Linked DNA regions of Mus musculus: region 2 is linked to region 1. Evidence: chromatin contacts called from public HiChIP or PLAC-seq data. All regions are on one chromosome and are shown on one strand. The core of a region is the stretch at or near the end of the contact, and the rest is flanking DNA. Distances in the headings are between cores, read along the strand shown. Region 1 overlaps 1700001L19Rik (RIKEN cDNA 1700001L19 gene). Region 2 has its middle 21 kb from the start of Gm35514.

Region 1 (6,928 bases), core at 2,269-4,768:
CATCACCTGCTGGAATCTTCTCAATCAGGTGTGGGATCACGTAGACTCTTTCCCTGTGATGGTGGATATTAACTGGCTTATTCTTATTCAGGCCTGGTTTCTCTCTCAGTGGTTCCATGGTTTACAGAGCCTTGTAGTCTCCAGGACAATGGAGTCATTAATTGAATTCTCTGAATTCTTCATACACAGAGATTGAGCCTATATGCCTAGAGATAGCATGCCGTGGCATCTTAGCACCTTCCTAGTTCAGACTACTATAGGACAATAGAGAACTGACTCTGTAACTTGTTCTCAAATAGAAATGTGTTTGGTGAGCCTATAGTATTATTCTCATTGCAGTTACATAAAAATATGTGGCACAGGCCTTCAATGCCAGCACTTGGGAGGAAAAGGCAGGTGGATCTTTGCATTCTTGGCCAGCCTGTTCTATAGAACAAGCTCCAGGGCAGCCAGGACTACACAGAGAAACCCTGAAACTCTATCTTGAAGAAACAAACAAAAAAGAAAGCACCACAGGCAGCCTTAACTAAATTGAGTGGGACATACACACATATTCACACACATGCACACACACACACACACACACACACACTACACATTCACACATGGAAGTACAAAGGGTCATCTTGTACAAGTGTGGGAGGAAGATGGACAAGGGTAACGGTGAATGTGATCACAGCACATTGTCACACACATGTATGCATAAGCATGTGACAAATTGTCAAAAAGATTATGAAAGTGTGCACATCTCTTTTGTTCCTTTCCCACAGAATTTAAGTATTTCAATCTGATAAAGAAGAACATGTTTATATTTGATGTCATAGGAAAAGGAGGAGAAAAGAAAGGACCTGGGTCCCAGTTTATTTTAAACCTCACGCTTGTGATTTGTGTGAGAGTGTAACTTCTGGAAAGTGGAGAGCTTTCCACTTGGATCAGTCAGGACAAGACTAGTTTTGCTGCAGCAACAAACAACCCCACAGAGCTCAGCGACTTGGTTTCTCATGCAAAAGGTCCAGTAGGGTCGGCAGTATGCCCTTGCACAGTTAAATCACTCAGCAGCCACCTCCTGGGCTGCTCCCACTCCAGGCAACCTGGCTCTGGGTGCTGGTTCTTCCATACTTCTGGCTGAGGCGGCACAGGTCGCTTCAGATCACATTCCATTGGGTAGAACTGGTCACGTGTCTTCACTAAAGGAGCCAGAGCAGCAGGAGGAGGAGCAGGAGGAGGAGGAGGAGCAGGAGGAGGAGCAGCAGGAGCGGCAGGAGCGGGAGCGGTAGGGGGAGCAGCAGGGGGAGCAGCAGAGCGGGGAGAGGGGGAAAAGGGGGGAGCAGCGGGAGCAGCGGGAGCAGGAGGGAGGAGCAAGGGAATTCCTTGTGTCGTCAGGAGTAGAGTATAATTGTGTATTAGTGACGTTTTCCACTCAGGTGGTCAGCAAATTGAGTTTACCAGAGGAGTGTGCTCCTTAGGCTTCTGGCCCTGCTTCAGTAGCCTCTGATTTAACCCCACTTTGGCTTCCCAGTTGTTCTGAACACAGCTGCTTTTGTAGAGTGTATTGGGCAGCACAAAGTGGTCCAGGCTTAATGGCTTAAAACAATGGTAACTTACCTTTTGGAGTCCTGGAGAGTGGAATGTTCAGTCCCTTTTGTGGGCTCAGAGGGAAACACCTTTGTTTCTTTATAGCCATCTTCTTGTCCTGTTCAGACCGTCTCTCCTGATATATGTCTCTATTTCAAATTCCTGCTCCTTGAGAACACCATTCACATTGCATAGTGCTGTCTTATGCTAGCATGACATCACCTTAACTGAGTACATCTTCAGCAACCCTGCTTCTGAGCAGGGCAGCATTCCATATTCTCTTGTATAAAACTTCAACTCGAGGGCTTCTGGAGGACAAAACCCAACCCACAGCACCTGAGAAGTTGCTTTCCAGAGTTCTAGCTGTAGTAGCTAGCTGTGTGATTATCAGAGATGCCAAGGTATGTCCACAAAACCAGAGCACACAGATCGTTACCACGTCTACAAGCTCAGAGCACACAAGAGCTTAGCATCCCTTCTTTTAAGCCACTGCATTTTTCCATGCTGTCATTTTATTTGTAATATTTTAGCATTTTATTATTTTTATATATTTGTATGTGTGTGTTTTTCCTAGGCTCAGACTATAGTCTCACTTAAAGTGAGGGCCCTCCATTTCTGTCCTGGAGCCTAAAATGGCCCCTTAGAGTTATTTTTAGCTCATTTTCCATCACTACAATGAAATACCCAAGGCTATGTGTCTTATAAAGAAAATGTTTATTTAGGTCATGGTTCTCAAGTTTCCAGAAACCACAGGTACTAATGGTCTCACTGGCTGAGCATCCTGGAGCAGTCAGAGCACACTGAGAGGCCAGGAGCATGCTCCCTGCAGTGGAGCATGGCTCTCTGAGAGGCTGGGACTGAACACAATGGCCTCTCTGTCTCACTCAGTATAGAGCGACCAGACTGCCCTGATAACCTCACCTAAAGTCAGCCATCTTGGAAGGCACCACCTCTTGCAATGTGTTCAGATCAAGTCCAGCCCTTTTAATACCTAACAATGGATATCAAATCTCCACAGCTGAATTATTTCCCAAACTGCAGAAGGAACAGACCCAGTAAAACATGGGAATGGAAGACACAGACAACCGTTGAGCAGATGACATCCACACACTCAACTGGCTAGAGACTACTCAGTAACAGGATTTGAAAGCACAAGAGGTAAACTGAAGGCAGGACATCAGATGTCACATGTAGCACACACCGTTTCCATGTTTAAGCAATGCTCAAAATGCAAGCAGACAAAGGCAGAGGTCACAAGTTAATATTTTCTGTTTTGCTCTTTTTTTAAAGCTAAATTCCAGAGAAAGGCAGGTGAATCTGAGAGATTTTAATTGTGCAGCACCAAGTCTGTGTTGTGATAGCATCTCAGTCCCGATTGGTTTTTATTAAAATCATCTTGCTTCAAGCCACAAAGGAATACAAGAACAAAAGATGAAAGCTCTGTAATGGAAGACACACTTCGGCTCAGCTCAGACACAGGAGACGGATAGTGTTTTGCTCTGTGAGGCTGCCCGTCTGCTAGTAATTTTTTTCCTTTTAGTCTTATTCTTCAGCAGTAGAAAAATTCATCCTTTTTCCCCCCTCTGGAACATTCTGAATATGCAGCACACACGCGGCAAGGGTAGGATGGGGCGGGCTGGTAGGGTGGGGCTGGGAGCTCCTGGGTTTTCATCAGCCCTTGCCCAGAAGCAGTGAGCTTCCTAATCCAGATCAACATGGCCCAGGCGCTCGCAACGCCCTGGAATTGGGAGGAGGCAGCATAGACTCTTAGCTGCTCCTATTTACAGAGTTTTAGGAGACCTCGTTAAAATGAAAACCAATAGACTGTTTTGTTTTGTTTTGCTTTGTTTTTTCGTTTCTCCTGGGAAGTTGCATATTGCAATAGGTTTCTGTGACGTGGAGCATCTGTAACAGTGATTACAAGCCCCCTTTCTCCTTGAATCTGTTCTTCTGTCATTGGGTCTCCTTCTCAGATAAGCTCCGCCCCCTAGCAGAACCCACCCCACTCTGGAGGGGTGGCCTGGCCGAAAGCTCGAGGCAAGAAACACAGCACAGTTTGTTTCCTTACTGTTCCCTTCCTGGCAGTTTGTTTCCTTACTGTTGGTGCTTCCCCTCTTCTGCGGCTCCCATTACCTGAGCAGACTACACGCCCAGTGGGAGCACTGTTGGGCGTGGGATGGGGAAGACCGCCCACGCCTACTTTTGCATACGGTCCTCAGCGGTTAGAAGAGAACAACTTGATCACAAGGGTTCGTCCTTCATGCTGTCAGCTGTGGCTGACCTCCTTCTACCCTACAGACAGCACAGGGATAGCCAGGGCAGGAGGGCTTGCAGACAGAAAACTGAGACCAGACCATATGCCTAACTACCATCCGATTGCTTAAGAGAGAGATGACTCAGTAGTTAAAAGTGCTTGCTGTTCTTCCAAGGGACCTGAATTCAGTTTCTACCACCCACACCAGGTGGCTCACAGGTGTCACCCACATCAGGTGGCTCACAGGTGTCACCCATATCAGGTGGCTCACAGGTGTCCATCACTCCATCTCCAAGAGATCTGATGCCCTCTACTGGCCTACAGACAGCTTGGTACAACTCCACCTTTCCATATATGGATTCATTCACTCACACAGAAGTACACACACACACACACACACACACACACACACACACACACACACACACTACAGTGGGCGTTCAGGTTAGTGCTGTCTTGCTGTGGGCCTCTCCCCAGCTTAGCCAGTAGCTTTATGCCTCAAAAGGCCTAGAAGAGGGATGGGCCCACCACTCCTGCAGAGTGGGTGCCAAGTTTGAACTTCCTCTGTGCTACTGAAGGGTCCTTTCTGTTTCTCCCAGAAAGCATTGCTCTGCCTGTGAGGGCTGGAGGCCATCAGCTTCTGCAGCAACAGATCTGCACTGAGTGTTCATGACTGAGATTTCTTTGTCACGACTTAAAATGGGTTTTTAAAGAAACTTAGATTTATTTGATAAGCAAATGCCTATTTTAGAGAGTCAAAGTGATTGATGTTTTCTTTGTGACATTTTCCTTATTGCTTTTATGCGTGGGAGGGCCCTCATGGGCTTTCTTTTGCTTTTATTTTCCTAGTTCCTCTAGAATTTACTTTTGGCTACAGTGTAATGTGAAGATACAAGAACTAGTTGATGTTATAGCACTGAATGCTGAATTTAGTCAATTCTTCACGGAGTTAGTGTTTCTCACAGCCCTGTCTAGATCATGTGTTACCTGATCAGGAGACACAACCCAGGGCAGGTGGTGCAAACACGCTAATGAGAGCTGTGATGCAGAGAGAGAAGCCACTGCCTCCAGTGACAGACCAGGAATGGCTGAATTTAGTGAAGCTGGGATACTCTCAGTGAGGGAAAGTTCCCTGCATATCTGGCAAAACTCTTAGAAATCCTGGAACTGCAATTCTTAAAAACCATGCTGTCTCCTTCACTGGATGGTAGATACATCAGGTTCTACCAGATTTGAGCTGATCAAAGTCTACCTGGTGGTCAGTCCATGAGTGCCCTCATTGCTTGATGCTGCATTGCTAGCTATTCCCATCACTGCCAGAACGCTGGGTTCCTGCACTCGGTAAACAAGTGTTTTCCAGTCCCCTCAACATCCGTGTGCATTTATTCTTTCCACACACTAGTTTGTCTCTGTCCCACAGAGTGAATCATTTTAGTATCACTATTAGGAAAAACAAACACCCAAACCAAACCACCGTAGCACAAGTGAGACAGCAGGTGATCACCTCCAGTCTCACAGATAAACCAAGTCTGGTTTCATTGCTGAGGGAATCGGGACATCTAGAGCAACAAACCCAAGCCTGATGCGTGAGATGCTGGTTAAATACCACCTAACCCACATATTACTTCTTCTGCTGGGTACCACACGAGCAGATTGATTAAGAAAAAGGTGAGGAAGAGATGCAGAGATCTACAGAACATAGTTATATTAACAGGTCCTCTTCCAGAATATCTAAGCTGTGTGTATGTACATCTAGGTCTGTGTAAATGCATGCTTATGTTATATATGTAGGCATATTACACATACTCATGGATATCAGTTTCAAAGTCCTATAGCTGTACAGAGGGCTTAAGAAAAATATTTTTGTCTCTCAAGAGGTAGGTTTGAATATAGGCAATTTGACCACTGGCCATTCGAAGGATGACTGCTGCTTGGTTGTATTGTCATAGCATCCTGTTACTGCTGAGTTTTCAGAGCAGAACAAGGCTGTAATATTAGACACTCTGAGAGCAGGTCTTGAGGGTGGTGCCCTCACGAACAGGTTTCGTGCCTCCAGAGAAATTTGAATGAGCCTCTGTGGTCTTTCTCCCTTGTGATGGTGCTGCACAGCAGTGTTGCATATGAAGCTGAAATCAGCTCTCCACAGACGCTGAGTCTGCCCACACCTTGATCGTGGGTGTCCAGCCTCTAAACTGAGAAACATATTTTGTTTATGAACTTCTTGGTCCACACTATTTCCTCACGGCCACTTGAGCCACGGCTGAGGTCTGAACTCTTGCAGCAGTGTCGGAGGGGACAGACTTTGAGGAATATCTCAAGGAGGAATACTGGAGGGCCAGAAAGAGGTGCTATTGAACATCTGCAGTCAGACTTGGTCCTCAACACACTGCATTTACTGCATTTGCTGGTGGGGTCTGAGCTCCTTTCTGCTCCAGTTCACAGCTGGGTCTGCCATGCGTGTGTGTGTGTGTGTGTGTGTGTGTGTGTGTGTGTGTGTGTGTGTGTGTGTATGTGTGTGTGTATGTGTGTGTGTGTGTGTGTGTGTGTGTGTGTGTGTGTGTGTGTGTGTGTGTGTGTGCTTCCTCAGTGCCTGCTCACATGAAGGAAACTCTACACTCTTCAGTCCCCACTGCAGAGTCTTGGTTTCAGTGCTGTTTCAGATATCACTGCCTCATCCTTCAAACACACCCGTGACTCTCTCTGTTTATTCCCAGACAGGGATTGTCTCCCTCTATGACTGTGTTTTTAAGAGGAGACTAGATTATAACCAGAAATTACACCGAGATGACAGAGAACATGCAAAGAACCTGGGGCTCCATATTAATGAGGAGGTAAGATATGATAATGATATTAACAGACTGTCAAAGCTGGGCACATGTGAACGTACCCATGCATACACATATACACACATACAGTGTGAATGTATGTGCACAAATATATACATATTTACATATGTGCATATGCATATACATATATATTGGTTACACATATGTATTATGTGTGTTCATGTGCATACATGTGTATATTTTGAATGTTTAAATATATATGTGTGTATGTATGTGTACCTGTGTATACATTTTCACATCTCTATATGTATGA
Region 2 (6,928 bases), core at 2,265-4,764, 810 kb after region 1:
CTCTGAGTTGCTCAGGCAAGATGTCACGCAGTGGATCTACCCTAGTCAGAGGAACTCTGGACAGCAAATCACTCTCTCTGGCAGGAGACATAAGACCCTCAGTGAGAGAAGGATTTATGAATGGTGGCTGAGTCTGAAAGCAGAGGAGACCATGCTGTTCTGTCATCTTATTTCTGTGCAGATCTGTGACTTCGCTGGCCCCAGAGGGACTGGCCCTGTACGACTAACTAGTTCCTAATATGCTTGCTGGAGCGTGAGTTCCAAATGCACACCTGCCAATTCGGAGCTGACACCCAAGCACATCTTTTATTGACGCTTCAGGCCAAGCACCTGCCTGAAGCATCATCCAACTACCAGATGTCCCTGTGGCTGAAAACTTGCTGATATGGCTCAAGCTCCCCCATCTTGTCTGGCTCACACTCAGCTTCCACTCCTGTCCATGTCCACACTGAGGCTCCTGTCTGCAGCTCCCTCCCTCTTTCAACCCCCTGACCAACACTCACACTCCTCCATGTGTGATGTGGCCTGCCCTCTCTGTAGTAGTTTGGAAGAAACTTCAATAGGTCAAAAGGTCAATACAGAATGCCAATATTAGGAGGTGTGACCTTGTTAGAGGAAGCGTGTCACTGAAGGTAGGCTATAAGGTTTTAGAAGCTCAAGACTCTCTCTCTCTCTCTCTCTCTCTCTCTCTCTCTCTCTCTCTCTCTCTCTCTCTCTCTCTCTCTCTCTCTCTCTCTCTCCCTGCTGCCTGTCAATCCTACTGTAGAACTCTCAGCTCCCTCTCCAGCACCATGTCTGCCTGCACACCGCCATGCTTCCCACCATTTCAATAATGGACTAAACCTCTGAACCTGTAAGGCAGACCCAATTATGTTTCCTTTATAAGAGTTACCATGGTTGTGATGTCTCTTCACAGCAACAGAAACCCTAACCAAGATGTTTGGCATTGGGAAACTGGGAGAAGCAATCACCTATTCATTGACAGCTGGCTGCTGATTGGTTAGCCTGACCAATGCTCAAATGTTCTATTAATAGCCTTCACTTTAGATGAGGGAGTGACTCTAAGGGCTTGGGATCAGCCTCTAGTAGCTTCAGCTGAAGTAGTATTGTAAATAATATATCATTTATGTCTGATCCAAGATTCCCGATGATGTGGAAGGCACCTTTGAAGAGAAGTAGAACACCTCACTACAGTGTTCTACTTCGCTGTGTCCCAGAAGCAACATGGGTAAAGGACCATGGATAGAACCTCTGAGAGAACAAGTCAAGATAAATCCTTCCTGCTTTGTTTCTGTCAGGACAACAGGAGAGCTGACACCTGCATGGGCTTCTGTGTTGGGTAATTAGAGAAAATACTTGGTTGTTGACACAATATATACAAATACACTACATCCGTTTACTGTATATGCAGGCTGCCTTTAAATGTATATAACATTTTTAGCATATTTCTCACTCCTACAGAAACGGTGTCCCTGTGCTAAGGGTTTGGGAACAAGAAGTACTTTCAGGCTTGTTTTTAATAGAATTCGAGATGGGGAAATCAGTCGTGAATCACGGCACCCAGGGAAGTTTAGTCTCACCACAGCTCATGTTTCATCAGTGTCTATGAAGGCGGCAGGGACTTGGCCCTCCCACACCATCAGGGATCTTGGATCAGAGGAAAATGGCCTGCAGTACAATCACTACATCAGCTGAAGCACTCGCAGGCCTCCTTGCCCCTGGTGACCAACAGACTGATGTTGTGGCAGGCAGCTCACATGCCAAACACAGAGCAATGGTTGGCATCCTAATAGCACCAAGGGATGAAGCTCTGGGGAAATTCACAGTGTAGTACGCTTATCTGAATTGATGACCACTGCCAGGTCACCCAAAAGAACATGTCTCTAAAGATAAGATGGTGAGTGACCAAGGAACATATTGATGACCTTGACCTCTGGCTGCATGAAAACACATATATGCACACACATGCAAATGCATACCCATACATGCACATACATTCACATGTGTACATACATACACACATGCACACACACATACATACATGCACATGCACGCACACATGCACATAATACACACGTGAATATACATGCACACACATGCACATGCACACATATGCACGTATGTGCACATGCATACCCATACATGCACACACACACATGTGTACATACATGCACACAACGGCTTCCCATACACACACACATACATGAACATACATGCACACATATGCATATACACATATGAACATACATATACACATATGCATATACGCACATGCACATACATATGCTATGCATGCGTGGCAACTTAGGAGTAGGTATGCATGTGTATGTGTATCACAGCCTGGAGTAGGTGTGCACACTAGTGGATAACTCAGCCTAGGAGTTGATGTACATGTGTGTTTGTAACATGGCCTGGGGACATCAGTGCTGAGAGGGCTTCCATTTCTCTGCAAGCATGAAGACCAAAGTTTGGATTCCTAAGACCCACATAGATATCAGGTGACAGGTGACTTGAGGTGACTGGCTTGAAATTCCACCCTAGGAAGGTGGAGACAGAGGATCTCTAGAGCAAGCTTGCTAGGAGACAAATTGCATTCACAAGCTCTGGGTTCAGCTGCTTTGATGAATAATGTAAAGAATGATCAAGAATGATGTCAAGCAGAAATCTCAAGTCCTCCCATGCACCTACATGCATGCACATCTACTCATGTGTAATGAAACACTTGCAAACATGCATACGCAGAGAGAGGGGAGGGAGGGGGGAGGGAGGGCGGGAGGGAGGGCGAGAGATAAATGCCAAAAGAAAATATTTCATTGCCTAATCCAAAGCAAAAATCCCTTTGTATTAGGTACAAACTTAACAGTGACTGGGATCAAAGCAAGATATAAATAAAGTCAGTGCATCACAAGAACCAATGGGCAAAGGCATCTTCCTAGCCTGGTTGAAATGAGTAACTGCTTATCTGGATCCATCCCATCCATCCAGACCTTGGTGACACCAGCTCTTATCTCTCATCTCCCATCACAGCCCACCACACCCCTCACCAGGCCCTGGAAAGCTCTTCTACCAGCCTTTTCTGAAGGACTTGAGGGTGTCTGACCCAGGCACACCTTTAGCCAGGCCATAGCCTGCAAAGTTGTAGCAACACACTCAGAGCTGGGGAGTGTGATCCTGACTCTAAGGAAACAGCCCCTTCCCTGAACTACGGGCCCAAGGAGTATAAGTAGGGAACTGGCCAAGCCCCAAACCACAGCAGAAATAGAACAATAATGCACAGCTCTTCTGTTTGACTGGGACCACCCTGCTATGCTCATAGGAACAAGAATTGAGCACACCCATGGCAGCCATTCTTAAGCTGCTAAACAAAAGGCAGAGGCAAGCAGGCTGTGGGACTGAAGCAAGAGCCTGGATCGATGGTTGTTCAGTCATCAAAACTGGGTCATCTCAGCCCATGCAGAAGTGCTGTGCCAACCACCATTCAGACAAAGAACAGAGCCTCAAAGAGGTCCATACCCCTGGGCTCAGCTGCGTGGCCATGTTCTACAGATTTGGGCAAAGGACAGCTGCTAGCCATGGGGATTAGCTGCTGGCCTCAGAACCTGTTGGGATGAAGGGTGAGCACAAAGAGATCTTCTCAGCATGCAGCCTCCCAAAGCCAAGCTGTGCCTCACATTGCTTCCTGCAGAGCAGTCACAATCTAGCATCCAATTCTCCTGCACCATGACATAAAGCTGGGCGGAGGGGGGGGGGGGGGAACACCTCATTCTCTACCAGACCTTGAGTGAGCTTTTTGTAAATTGCAAAAAAATAAAAAAATAAGGCTTATGGGCTCTTCATAATTCACTCGGAATCAAAGCCTGACCACATAGACTCACCCACTCATGAACACACATGTTGTCATATGCACACATGCACACTGATAAACAGAATGATCATGCATACATTTACCCAAGCACACAAATTCAGTCACCTATGTATAAACACACACGATTATACGTTTACCCATGTGCAGACTCGCACACATGATCTCAAGTGCACAAATACATGCACCGGGGCATACACACATGTACTGACACACAGCCCTGAGATGTGCAGACACTCATATGCCTAGGCACAGACATGCACATACGTGTAGCACTGGGCAATACTCATTCACACACGCACCCAAGCACACGCATGCTCACACTCTCAGTCTCACACCTATCCTCATGCATATGTATTTGCTACAGTGCTTCCCACATGCCAGACTATGGGCAAGTTCCTCCTCACCCCACAAGCAGAGTCAGCAGATAAGGAGTTCAGAACACTGACTTCTAACCAATGTCTCCGTGATTCTGAGAAAGAGTCCCAAGTTTGGGCTGGACGCGGGAGAGCTCAGGTTTGGGGATTTCCAGTCCAGGGTTGTTCTTCTAGACCACTGAAGCTCGCCTTACCTTACCCATTTAATGTACTTTCTGCCTGAATCGTGGCTCCAATGCCATCCCAAGGCCAAGGGGAAAACATTCACTCCCAAACTTTGAGCAAGAAGAGAGAGGAGCTAAGGCACTGGTACTGCGAGGCCTGGAATCTGCCCTCACTCCTCTCTCTGCGCTACTTGTTAGACAGGGAACATTAAAGTGCCTTGATTAAGCTGCTGCACTTGATTGCCTCTTGCAGCCGATCCTTCCTGCCCCCCCCCCCCCCGCACTGCAGGCTCCAGTCAGCATGTGAAAGGCGAGTGATGATTTACCCACACTGACCCACCCTCGCTGACAGAGAATGAAAGTCCAGAACCAGGAGAAAGAATCCATACAGTCAGGAGAGAATCTTGCCCCACCAAGGTGGTACAGCCCCTTAGAGTCCATGGCTACCAGACCGAGGATGGGGCAGGGCGTCTGTAGTCAAGGTGTCAGTGTGGAAGGAGAGTGTGATGGTTTGTATATGCTCGGCCCAGTGTAGAAGGAGATTGCAAAGCATGCTGGGAAAAGACAACAATGGCGCTTCCGCAGTTCTCAGGTAACAAGACCTGCTCCATAGGTATGTCAAGGCACCGGAAGCAGCCTAATTCCGTCCCGCATCACTCCGCTACAGAGCAGAGCTCAATGAAAGCTCAGATCTCGTGTTTGCCCTTTGCCTGTGCTCATCCATTACAAGTATCTCTAGCGTTCCCTAAGCCCAAATTCCAAGAAATTGCTTTCTGTGAACTCATTAGAGTTGCTGGAAGATCCAACTACCCAGACGAGTGATGTGCCCTGGATCCTGATCTGCTCTCACTCAACCCAGGGCATCCAATTCCCTGAGCTCCTCCAGCCAAAATCGCAGACTCTTTCTGGAGGGAATCTCGTTAATGCTGCTGTCTGGCTCTGATAAGTCAGCAGGGGCCTTAGGTCAGGATCATATATCACAGGCCAGAGGCAGATGCTGGGACCAGCTTGGAATGGGGACAGAAGACTCGCGGAGCCTGTGTCACTGTGGTTTGGGTGACAAATGCTTACAGTGCCAACTTAAGCTACCTCCTCTCTGGTATTTCTCCAGAGGATTCTCCCAAACTCCTTTGCTTTGATAAACACCATGGCCAAAGCACCTTGTGTAAGAAGAGGGTCCCCCCCCCCCAATAATTTACTTTTTAAAATTCGGATTATATCCCAATCACAGCTTCACTCCCTCCTCTCTTCCCACCCGTGCAAAGCCCCCACCTTCCACTGTTGCCTTCCACCACTGGCCCTCCCCCCCCATTGTCCCCTACCCTTGGGTACCACCCTATCCTGGGACATCTAGTCCAAACAGGATTTAAGAAGGTTATTTTAGCTCACACTACCAGTTCACAATTTATCACTAGAGGAAACCAGGACAGGTACTCAAGGCAGGAACCTGAGGCAGAAAAGGAAGCAGAGACCACTGAGGAACCCTGCCTCCTAGTGTGCTTCCCTGGGCCTGCTAGGCTACTGCTCTTTTATGTTTTAAATGAAATAGAATTACATCACTTTCCCTTTCTGTCCTCCCTCCAACCCCCTCAAGGTCCTCCTTTAGGCTAAAAGCCTTCTTTTCTTTGGTTATTAATTATTATCTTTATATACATATATAGATAAGAATTACAGGCATGTATTTACTACTGGAAGAAGGAGAATTAGCATCTCCTAATCAATTGTCTGATACAGAGTGGTCAGCCCTGAAACCATATACACACTAACAAAAATCAGCAGGTTGTATCTATATGTTTTGTGTACACACAACGGTAATGATAAAAGTCATATTTGGTCTATTTTTCTCTTTTTCCTTTTATTTTCAAGATTATGATATGATTACATCATTTCTCCCTCCCTTTTCCTCCTCTCAAACCTGCATATACCTCCTCCTTGCTCTCTTCCAAATTCATGGCCTCTTTTTATTTAACTACTGTTGTAGCAATCTTGCTTCTATAATCCCAAGCTCACCTGCCCAAGAGTGGCACTGCCCACAGTGGGCGGAGCCCTCCCCATCAATCAACAATTAAGACACAGCCTATGGACATGGCCTCGGGGCAATCTGATAGAGGCCTCAGATGAGACTCCCACTTCCCAGGACAGACTCTATGACACTCCCTGGAGGTCTTTCAGTCAGTCCTCACAGTTGTTTCATGCTTACATGTTTTCTAAAGCCCTCTGATTCAAATGTCAGTATTTCCAGACACTCCCTTGCAGCTAGACACTCCCTTGCAGCTACACTGAGAATCAGTATTTTACCAGCTACCCTGGTATCCCTTATCCAAATCAAGAGGACACCTGAAGTTAACCGGAATGTACTAGTTATCCTCATTTCCTGAGCACTGCTCACTAAGAGCTTTAGAGCCCAAGAGCCAACCTCTGCCAGATCAGGAAGCCAGCATCAGCAGGAGGATATGCTCGCCTGGCTGCTCCTTGGAATGCTCCTGTCTCCAGGCTTGTGCTTGTGTCACTCGAGTCTCTCTCTG

Evidence for each region. HiChIP or PLAC-seq counts read pairs in DNA pulled down with a chosen protein or histone mark.
Region 2: a contact with region 1 is called in an H3K27ac HiChIP or PLAC-seq map of VIP interneurons, with 4 times the contacts expected there. The contact joins two enhancer-like sites. A contact is called at or near these places in 6 of 39 promoter capture datasets (the C10 cell line, cranial neural crest, embryonic stem cells and 3 more) and 3 of 115 datasets of contacts at active chromatin or transcription factors (SST interneurons, VIP interneurons and stem cell-derived neural progenitor cells).

Annotation. Positions count from the first base shown.
Region 1 is chr13:68,604,618-68,611,545 of GRCm38.p6, forward strand. It overlaps 1700001L19Rik (RIKEN cDNA 1700001L19 gene), which reads left to right. Exons shown (of 3, transcript NM_027035.1): 2 at 6,544-6,660. Among named protein-coding and RNA genes, the nearest start is that of Gm34903, 4.3 kb to the left of the region's middle. Within about 2 kb of position 3,519, at least 48 of the 459 cell types and tissues checked have an H3K27ac peak or open chromatin away from gene starts, as enhancers often do. A contact at or near this core is called in VIP interneurons, where this site is marked.
Region 2 is chr13:69,413,442-69,420,369 of GRCm38.p6, forward strand. No RefSeq gene overlaps it. Among named protein-coding and RNA genes, the nearest start is that of Gm35514, 21 kb to the left of the region's middle. Within about 2 kb of position 3,515, at least 6 of the 459 cell types and tissues checked have an H3K27ac peak or open chromatin away from gene starts, as enhancers often do. A contact at or near this core is called in VIP interneurons, where this site is marked.